Linked DNA regions of Anas platyrhynchos: region 1 is linked to region 2. The links are chromatin contacts, called in public Hi-C maps. All regions are on one chromosome and are shown on one strand. Each heading gives the region's core, a stretch centred on a gene start, on an enhancer-like site or on the middle of the called end of the contact. The rest is flanking DNA. Distances are from core to core; before and after follow the strand shown.

Evidence for each region. A called contact is a pair of places that touch in the nucleus more often than the background predicts.
Region 1: a Hi-C map of F1 follicle shows a contact between it and region 2, with 2.2 times the contacts expected there. The contact joins the promoter of UXS1 here to the enhancer-like site in region 2. A contact is called at or near these places in 4 of 8 Hi-C or Micro-C datasets (F1 follicle, liver and skeletal muscle).

The regions. Positions count from the first base shown.
Region 1 is chr1:142,936,130-142,940,178 of IASCAAS_PekinDuck_T2T, reverse strand. UXS1 (UDP-glucuronate decarboxylase 1) reads left to right here and starts at 1,382. Exons shown (of 15, transcript XM_027445224.3): 1 at 1,382-1,577. The coding sequence starts at 1,481.
Region 2 is chr1:142,881,055-142,885,675 of IASCAAS_PekinDuck_T2T, reverse strand. UXS1 (UDP-glucuronate decarboxylase 1) reads left to right here. Exons shown (of 15, transcript XM_027445224.3): 11 at 3,016-3,059; 12 at 4,263-4,323. Among named protein-coding and RNA genes, the nearest start is that of ECRG4, 17 kb to the right of the region's middle. Within about 2 kb of position 2,760, at least 3 of the 8 cell types and tissues checked have an H3K27ac peak or open chromatin away from gene starts, as enhancers often do. A contact at or near this core is called in F1 follicle, where this site is marked.

The sequences.
Region 1 (4,049 bases), core at 133-2,632, 56 kb before region 2:
AAGGTGCCTTACGCAGGCAGTCTGATAGAGTCATGGATTGTGCAGCTGAGCTTCAGGCAAGGCACTTAAAAACGTCTCGCCTATCCCTAAAGGTATGTGGAATAGGAGCTGTGCATGTGGATGCCATTATTCAAAATTCTGTCTGAAAACAAAGTGAGTCTGAGCTGCCGGGCTCACCTCATAAAATGGATGCAGTCATACTCCTGTAATATTCTCTAGCTTTCATGCAGCACTGTTCAGCTACAGCTTTTTGATGGCCAAATTTACTCCTGGTATAAAGCTGCGTTATTATCTGAGTGATTGCTCTGCGGATAAATTCAGCCCTAGATTGTGTTTTAGATGATTTTTATTTTTACACCCTTTTCTCCACATAGATATAAGCAGTGGAATAAGCATGCAAGTAAAGTATTTCAAATAGAAATCAGAGGAGACAAAAGCCAAGAGGAAAGGAGTGGCTTTATACTAACAGCAACCAGGGTTAGGAGTTAGGAAATTTTGATTCTTGAGGCTTCCTGTATAAAGTCACTGCCTCGCTGTGGTACAGGGTGATATTCTTTGTCACCTTGAACAGCATCTTACTGCGCTTATCCTTCAAAGTCTTACACATCTGCTCAACTTCTCACACTTTTTACCCTTCATAACAAGGAGGGGTTAAACTCTCGTTCAGTGGGTGGGTTTTTGCTTCACAGAGGTCATAGTTCCTTTGGTGCAAACAGCTGCATTTTTGCATGCAATGTAGAAACAGTAAATGATTGAAACTAATCACTGAATTCAAGAACACTCATTCTCGTAGTTTTCTCCTGTGGGTGATGAACGTGAGAAAGAATATCCTTCAGTAACTGCTTGAAGGTCATAGCACTGAGTGGGGAGGCTGTTTTTTGTCAGATTTTTTTTCAGATTAAGTGTATTTTATTGAGAGAACATATTTTGACATGTGAGAAAGGTGCCTGCCATTACAGACAAATATAGATCAGCACTTTGCAACAGGCTGCAAGGTGGAAGTTTAGGGGGACATGTAGGCTGTTTTAGGGTAGTTTAAATCTCATTATCCTGAACAAATGCGACTCAATATTAACTGTTTGTTCGGGGGAAGCAAATGCAGAGTGCTCTACACGTACCACAGATGAGAGATGTGTGGAGATAGGAAAAGAACACGACGAGGAGACATGAAGAAGCTTTCAGAATGCACTGCAGGGAACAGAGAGACACACAGCTGGGCCATGCTTGCGTACATCCAGGCCTGTCAGCGACCACCAGGTCACCCACAGGGCCGCGAAGCCACCCACACGGGGCCACCATGAGGCACGCGGGCGCTCCCCCCCTTCCTTCCCCTCAGCCCCGCGGCGCATGCGCCATGACAGCCGTTGGCCGCCAGAGCGGGGGAAGGGGAAGGCGGGCGGGGGGGGCGCCGCTGCGCCTGCGCGGGCGGTTCCCGGGCAGCGGAGCCGAGCCCGGCCGAGCAGGCTGCGCGCCGCCGGGCATGGTGAGCAAGGGGCCGCTGCTGCGCCTGCTGACCGCCATCAACCGCAGGAGGATGAAGCTGCTCACGGGGCTCGCCTTCGTCGCGTACGTCGCCTGTGAGTGAGCGGGAGGGCGAGCGGCCGGCCGTTGGGGGCGGCCGTTGGGGGCGGCCGTTACTGGGGGGAGCCGTTACTGAGGGGAGCGCGGCCGGGGGGGGGGGGGTTCGCCCTTTGTCCGCCGCGGGGCTGAGGGGAGGCGGCGGGGTCGTGCCTCGCGTCCTGTCCCCCCCGGGGGGCTTGGCCGGTGGCTGCCTGGCTGCGGAGGCCGAGGGGAGGCGCAGAAAGTGCTGGGGAAGGGGCTGGGGGCAGCGCTGACAGGGCTGCTGGCGGCGGGGGCTGCGAGGCGGGAGTCAGGCTTCGGGCTCTCTCGCCCTCCGCCCGGGTTCGTGGCGTTTGCGGCGTGTTTGGGGCTGGCCCGGGTGTTTTCAGGCGGTTGGGGTAGGCAGCGCTTTGTGGGGAGGGAGCTGGGGAGCTTTGGCAGCGTGGCTGGAGCCAAGCAGCCTGCCCGATGCTCTCAAACACGTGCAATGGAGCGGGGGTGGGTGCCTGCGAGGTGTTTTTAGGACCCTCTCTGCATGTTTGGGAGCACGGAGAGCTACAACTTACAGCATTTCCGAAAAAAAGGTGCTGTTTCTACCCCACAAACACAAGACGGGAATTCCCTTTGCTGCCATATGTTGCCGTTGTTTGCCAGACCTCGTTATTTACCTACGGCTGTAATTGTTGCAATTATACGCCAGACCTGACTGTTAGGACAGTTTGTCCGAGTGACTTCAGGTTCCCTGCATACTAAAGCCGGAACGGCTCAGTGTCTGTTCTTATTTTGAAAAGGTTTGATATCTTGCCAGAAATGAAACTTAATATGAAAACAAAGTCACTAGGCTGCTCTGTAAATACCGGGGATCAGTGGCAATTGGCATGGCCACTGGGACCTGGCTGTTGATTAGATCTGTGGACAGTAACAACGTTTGCTTTCTGGGGAAAAGCTAGCCTTAAGGAAGGGAAACACTGCCATTTGATTTTTGCTGTACGTCATAGAAGTCTTCTCAGTGCACATTTCTGGTGATTCTTAGGGGTTAAAAATCAGGAGAAGGACTGCAGATCAGTGTGGCAACGAGTAGCTTAAAAAGGGAGTAGATTGGTGTCTGGCTGGAATCTGCTTTTGCAAATCTACCGTGTAGTTGCTGTGCTTTTCCATCTTTTCACTAGCAGTGTAGTAAAATCATTAGTTACGGCTCTGGTGCCTTCAGCATAGTATGTTATGCTGGCAGAGATGCCACTGATCTAATAGATTGTAGAGAGACTATTTTCTGTTATCTTTCCTGTGGGAATGAGTGGGATCCCAACCCCCTATCCTGACAGTGTACTCCTGGCAATCTTACTGAATCATCACTGTTCTCTGCATGCTGTCAGATAACGCGAGGCTAAAATAGCATAGAATTTGAGAAAACTGAGCTCGTGGTGTAGGTGTATGTGCTGGCACTTATACATTCCTTCTTTTCTCAAGTGCTCTCCAAATGACTAAGTGTTTTCAGGCTGTGCACATCCTTCCAATGATTTTCCATTCAGTGTTAGCGCATGGGGAATCAGGTTTGGAGCACATTATGTTTCAGGGAATTAAATACTTGGAAGTACCTTAATTTTTTATGAACTAGGAGGTAGTTCTCTGATAGTGCCATTTGGTTAGTTTGTGTGTGAAAACCTGGGAGAGTGTTTGGAGAATGTATTTTGGAAGAGCGCCTTACTTCATATAAAGCTTCTGCTTTGAATGCAAATTTGTTAAAAATGTGCTTGAAGAACTTCTTCATGGGAGCTAGCAAATTATGGCAAGAGCTTATTACAAGTGGTTGAAAGGCTCTCAGCTCTTTCGCTGTCGAGAGTCGGGTGGCTCTCTTGGTAGGTTCACAGCTTGTGGTGTTGGATGCCTGGGCTGGCTTAGGTGTCCCTGCTCCGCATCTCTCACTTCCCTCCAGTCTCCTCCATGTACAAGGGCTTAAAACTCCTGTCCTGTGCATCAAGTAAAGGAACCAGTCTGGGTTATGTCACCTGGCAGTGTTGCCTTCCCTTTTATGTTATAACCAGCTCCCAGTGGACGTTCAGACAGATGTTTTGGCCCAGCTGTGAGGTGGTGCAGTGGGGAAATGGGGAGCTGGGAGCAGTGATAGACAGTGTTGCCATCACACACCTTGCAGGTTCTACAACTGGTGTCTTATCGAAGGAGTCTGGTTGAATTTGGTTAAAGTACTGCCTTGATGTGAGGTGCACAGTCAGGCCAATGTTACCTTGGGTTCTTACAGACCGCAGTGATTTCCCTAATGCCGCTTAAGCAAGAACGGTCTTTGCTTTCCATCTGGGTTTGAATTAGTCATGTTTGATGTCTCATTTTTGGAAGTCTAATTTCTTTTAATTTAAAAAATCATTGTTCATTTGAAACAGCCTGCTGTACACAGTTTTTGTGTATAAATAAAAACACAACCCAAATGGAGCATTCCTAAGCAGCAGGCATTAAAAACCTGTAGCTTAAGCAAG
Region 2 (4,621 bases), core at 1,511-4,010:
ACTACTGAAAGCTCGTGTCAAGAGAGCAACCCCATGGGCTCTTTTTTGTGGCAAAACTGCACTAAAATATGATCTGAAATATGTGAGTGTTGTACAGCAACAATAAATTCTGATCCCCCACACACACCTCAGATCATGGCAAGAATGAAGTGAATTATGATATAGTGAGACTCCATTTCCTGTCTGTACATTAGCACAGCTGCTGTAATTTATTTGGGAATAAATGTTTTTCCAGGCAGTAAATTTGCCCAGACTGAGGGTGTGTATTAATTAGTAAGCTTTGGGATTGGAGGATCCGTTAGCAAGGCTGTCTGTCTAGAAGAAATTAAAGGGATGCTTCCTTTTTGTTTTTGCTTGCAGCATTCAAAATTTCATTCCTTGTGTCTCAGGAACAACTAGTTATTGATGAAAAATGCAAGGCTTTGACAGAAATACATTTTTCAAACATGAATGTTGTGCCAGCCACCATACCACCAGGGTAATTAGTTGCCTGAAAACTGCTTTGTTCTTTCCATCTGTTTGATGGTGCCCTAGATTTGGGACTGATTTGTAATGCTTTGTGGGATAGGAGAAATGTATGTAAAAAGCAAGTCCCTGAACCAGTCCTTTCTTGATGTGATCCTTCTGACGTTACAGTGCAGCAGGCAGTCCATCAGACTTCATATCAAACTGCCCACATCTATCACAGTAACTTAAACCAAAGCAAGTGCACAGTACAAAAATCCACATGGGATTATTTTCCCTCTCAAAACATCCAAAAAATTCCTGTAGAGAGTTTAATTTTCTTACCCACTCAGGCATCTCCAAAAAGCTTCAGGTTGAGGGTGGTTCTGTTTGTTGCAAGACAATAAGGAAATGGAAGCAGACAAGAAGATGGAGCTTTTGTGCTTTGAGACTTTTGATCGTTGAAGGACTTAGAATCATAGACTCATAAAATATCCCGAATTGGAAGGGACCCATAAGGATCATCGAGTCCAACTCCTGACTTGGTTGTATCAAAATATGTGTGTGTAACCATATACTTATTTGCCAGTACTGTATGCCGCCAGGATAACGTCCTAGGGCATAAAGTTTGAGCTACTGTAACTAGAACTGAGTGAAAACACTACCTGGAAGGGTTTTTGTTTTTTGTTTTTTTTTGTTTTTTTAGAAATTTACTCCATTACTAAATATGAAGTCCAGACAGAGACGGTGCTGTTCTTTGGGAGGCTTTTTTTTTTTTTCTGTTGTAACTGCAAAACTGTCTAGACTTTATCAAGAAGGTAACAGAGGATAAAATAGAGGACTTTGCCTAGGATCATTGTTCAATAGGGAGTAACTATCTGCCATTAAAAATGACTGTACATGAGAAGAGGAGAGTTGTTTAGCTAACCAGGTCAAGTAAAATGAATTATTATCAAGGAGCAGTAGTTGAGACCAAAAAATATGTATACCCTTGTATTATCACAGAATTTGGCTGACAGGAGTATCTAGTATTGACCTTTTCAGAAACCACATGTACTCAATCTCTTCGTTCAAAGCAGTTGTTCAAGTGGAGTAAATTGATCTCACAAAGTGAGAGTCTTTTTAACTTCGTCTTTTTAACTACCTGCCTTTAAGAAATTACAGCCTATGCAGACATGCCCATCATTGCATTTTCTTGTTGTGAAGGAAGGATTTATTATAAGAAACTAACGGGGGAAAACTGCATCGTATTTTCCAGCCATTTCCTGCATGTAGGAGAGGTAGCCACATTGGGTGACTTTGCACAAATCATGCACAAATGACTTAGTTGTATAAAACTTACCCCATGAGCCAAAACAAGGCAAACAGGAAGCTTTATATGTACACAAAATGTAATTCCTGTTTGCTTTGAGAGGCTACCAAGCTGTTGGTGTGTTCTCTTGCTATATTTCTCTCAATGGATTATTAAGTAAATGCTTAAACACCCAAGTCCTCAGGATCTTACCCAGTGCCTACCGAAATGTGAATTCTTTGGACTTTGAATCTGCCTCAGACAGTGGGCTTAACAAGCAACAAATGATGGCTTGTATACCAATTGAACTGTCTTTCCTGTCCCCTAAGAAAATAAACATGCTTTCAATTCTGTCCTTCCAAAAAGCTTTTCTGTTGTAGCAGTTTGGTGGTGAGATGTATGTGTCCTCACTTAAAATTAAGTGTTTTCGCCATTTATGTATGCCTGCACATAGCTTTCAGAATTTAAGTATGTTTGTTATTTATGTTTAGTACAGCACACAATTAAGCTGTAAACAAAAAAAAAAGTCTGATACTATTATGCGCATTTTAAGTATGCTTTAATGTCTGTTTTGAACTTAAACAACCTTCTTGCTCCAAAGTGTTAACACATAACCAGAGAACACACACACACACCATGATTTTGGGTGGAAAAAAAAATTGGTACAGATGATTTGGGAAGTCATATTCACTAGAAATTATTCCACCTCTCATTCCCCCAGATAGTAATATTTAGAGAGTTGCATGATATTTTTTTTGGTGGTGTCCTGATTCCTTGAAACACTTACTGCTATTTTTTTCTTTACTATTTTTTTTTTTTTAAGACCACGAATGTTTTAGTGGTCTCTTTGAAGTTGGCCGTTGTTAAAGAGCAAATAAATTGCTTGTCATAACCACATCTTAGTATTCTGAGGTTTGCTTTAAATATTTGGTGCTCTTTTCTGGTTGAGTGCATGCTACAGCCTCTTTCAGCGTTCCAGCAGAGGACAAAGCTTCACTCTGTCCTCAACTGCTAAGAATGTTTCCTACATGCAGAAGTCTGCATTAATGAGATGCAGAAGGTTATATTTATTGGAGACGCTTCCAAGAACAAAAAGACCTTCAAAGAATTGATGCTTTGCCAAAACTCTGCAAACACATCTTTTTCCATTTCTGAAACACAAAGCTTGTGTCTCAGGTGCTTTTCCTTTGGACTTCTTACTAGGATAGTCAGGAAAAGATAGTTGTGCTAGAGAGGACTTTTATACTTCTGTAACTTCTCTAATTTTCATCTGGCTTTAGGTCTATGGACCTGGAACTCAGACAAGGGCTTTCCAGTACGTCAGGTAAGCCTTGTTTATGCTGTCTGGTATTTATTTGCTTCACTTGATGATTCTTTGAGCTTGGCTGCATAGTTTGTACTTCATTTAAATCGACAAAAGAAATTATTTTCAGTTTTAGGCAAGCTTTACTTTTTAGAAGGGAGACACTGAAGTTTTTTAAACTATCAGGAAATAACACATCAGTTGGTTCAGAGCTTTGAGTTAAAATATTAATGTGTTCTTCCCATAGAGGGAGAGCAAGTACTTCGTAGGTAGGTTTTTGATGCTACTTTAAGTCTGAGCAGTTTGCAAGTCCTTGGGTTTTAATGCAATACTGCCACCTTGTGTTTTTCTGCATGCTATATGTGTGTTACATACGCTTTATTATTCCCTTCTGCGGGAAGGAACGGGCTAAGGAGATACTGCTGTAGATAACGTTTGTAGCATAAGCAAGGCCAGAATGTACTTGAACTAATGAAAAGTGAATCTAGGCCTTAGAGTCTTCTGTCTCGCTAGCTAAATTTCAGGGCCAGGCTTCTGGGTTGCTTTCATCATGCTGCACTTGGTGGAAATGTTGTTCTTTCCCTCTGCTGAAAGTAGTAACAGTGTTGATAGAAGCTATAGAAACCCGTATCAGTTCAAAGCGTCCACTCCTTTCATGATTATAAGCTGTAAGGAACAAGCTGATAAATAGCTGATAATCCAAAATAACTTTGGGTTATTTTTCTGGGGGAAGGTAACACCAAAATACTCTTTTGAATAAAATTGTCTTAAAATTTTATGGAAGTGCAAAGACAATTCAAAAAACAAACTGCAAAGCAGGTAGTGGTGCTGTCATGTGCTGCTATCTAACAACTCACTCTGTTTGAAATGGGCTTCTAATAAGTTTGGGTACTGAAGCAAAGAGAAGGTATTAATTGTTTCTGAGTAACGTAGTTTTTCTTGATTTTTCTTTCGTGTGCTCAGAGGAATTGTAGCCATTATATCCGAGACATAATCACCCTTTGAAAATAACCTGTAATTCAGTGTATCTTACAACAGGGGCTGTGGAATAAATAACTAAGGAAACATGCACCCCTTGAAATATATGCTGTAAATCTGATTTCAGCATTTCTCAGCTGACTGATCTGCTTTACTGGAGCTCTGTGGAGGCAGCTCTCTTTTTAGAAAAGAATATTATTTATAGAGAAGTGGAAATTGCCTCAATCTGTTCTTCCCTTTTTATAGTGATCTTGTGAATGGGTTGGTGGCCTTGATGAACAGCAATGTCAGCAGTCCTGTCAACTTGGTGAGTATGAGATCTCCACTCTTCTGTGTTTACTGTACAGGAGCCAACATCCTCTGTTTTCCTCCTTGTTACTGCTGCTGATTTCTAGAAGAAATAAACAAAGCAAAAAATCTCTTTCCATTATGAATAAACCCTGTGTTCACTTTATAAATACAAAGAATGAGCACCTAGGTGTTGAGATGTGATAGTTTCAAGAAGATGAGAAATTTGCTATATTGTCTTTTGGTTTAGCAAGAAAATTCACACAATTAGAATATGAAAGAAAAAAATAGAGCAGGATGCCAAATACAACCAAGAA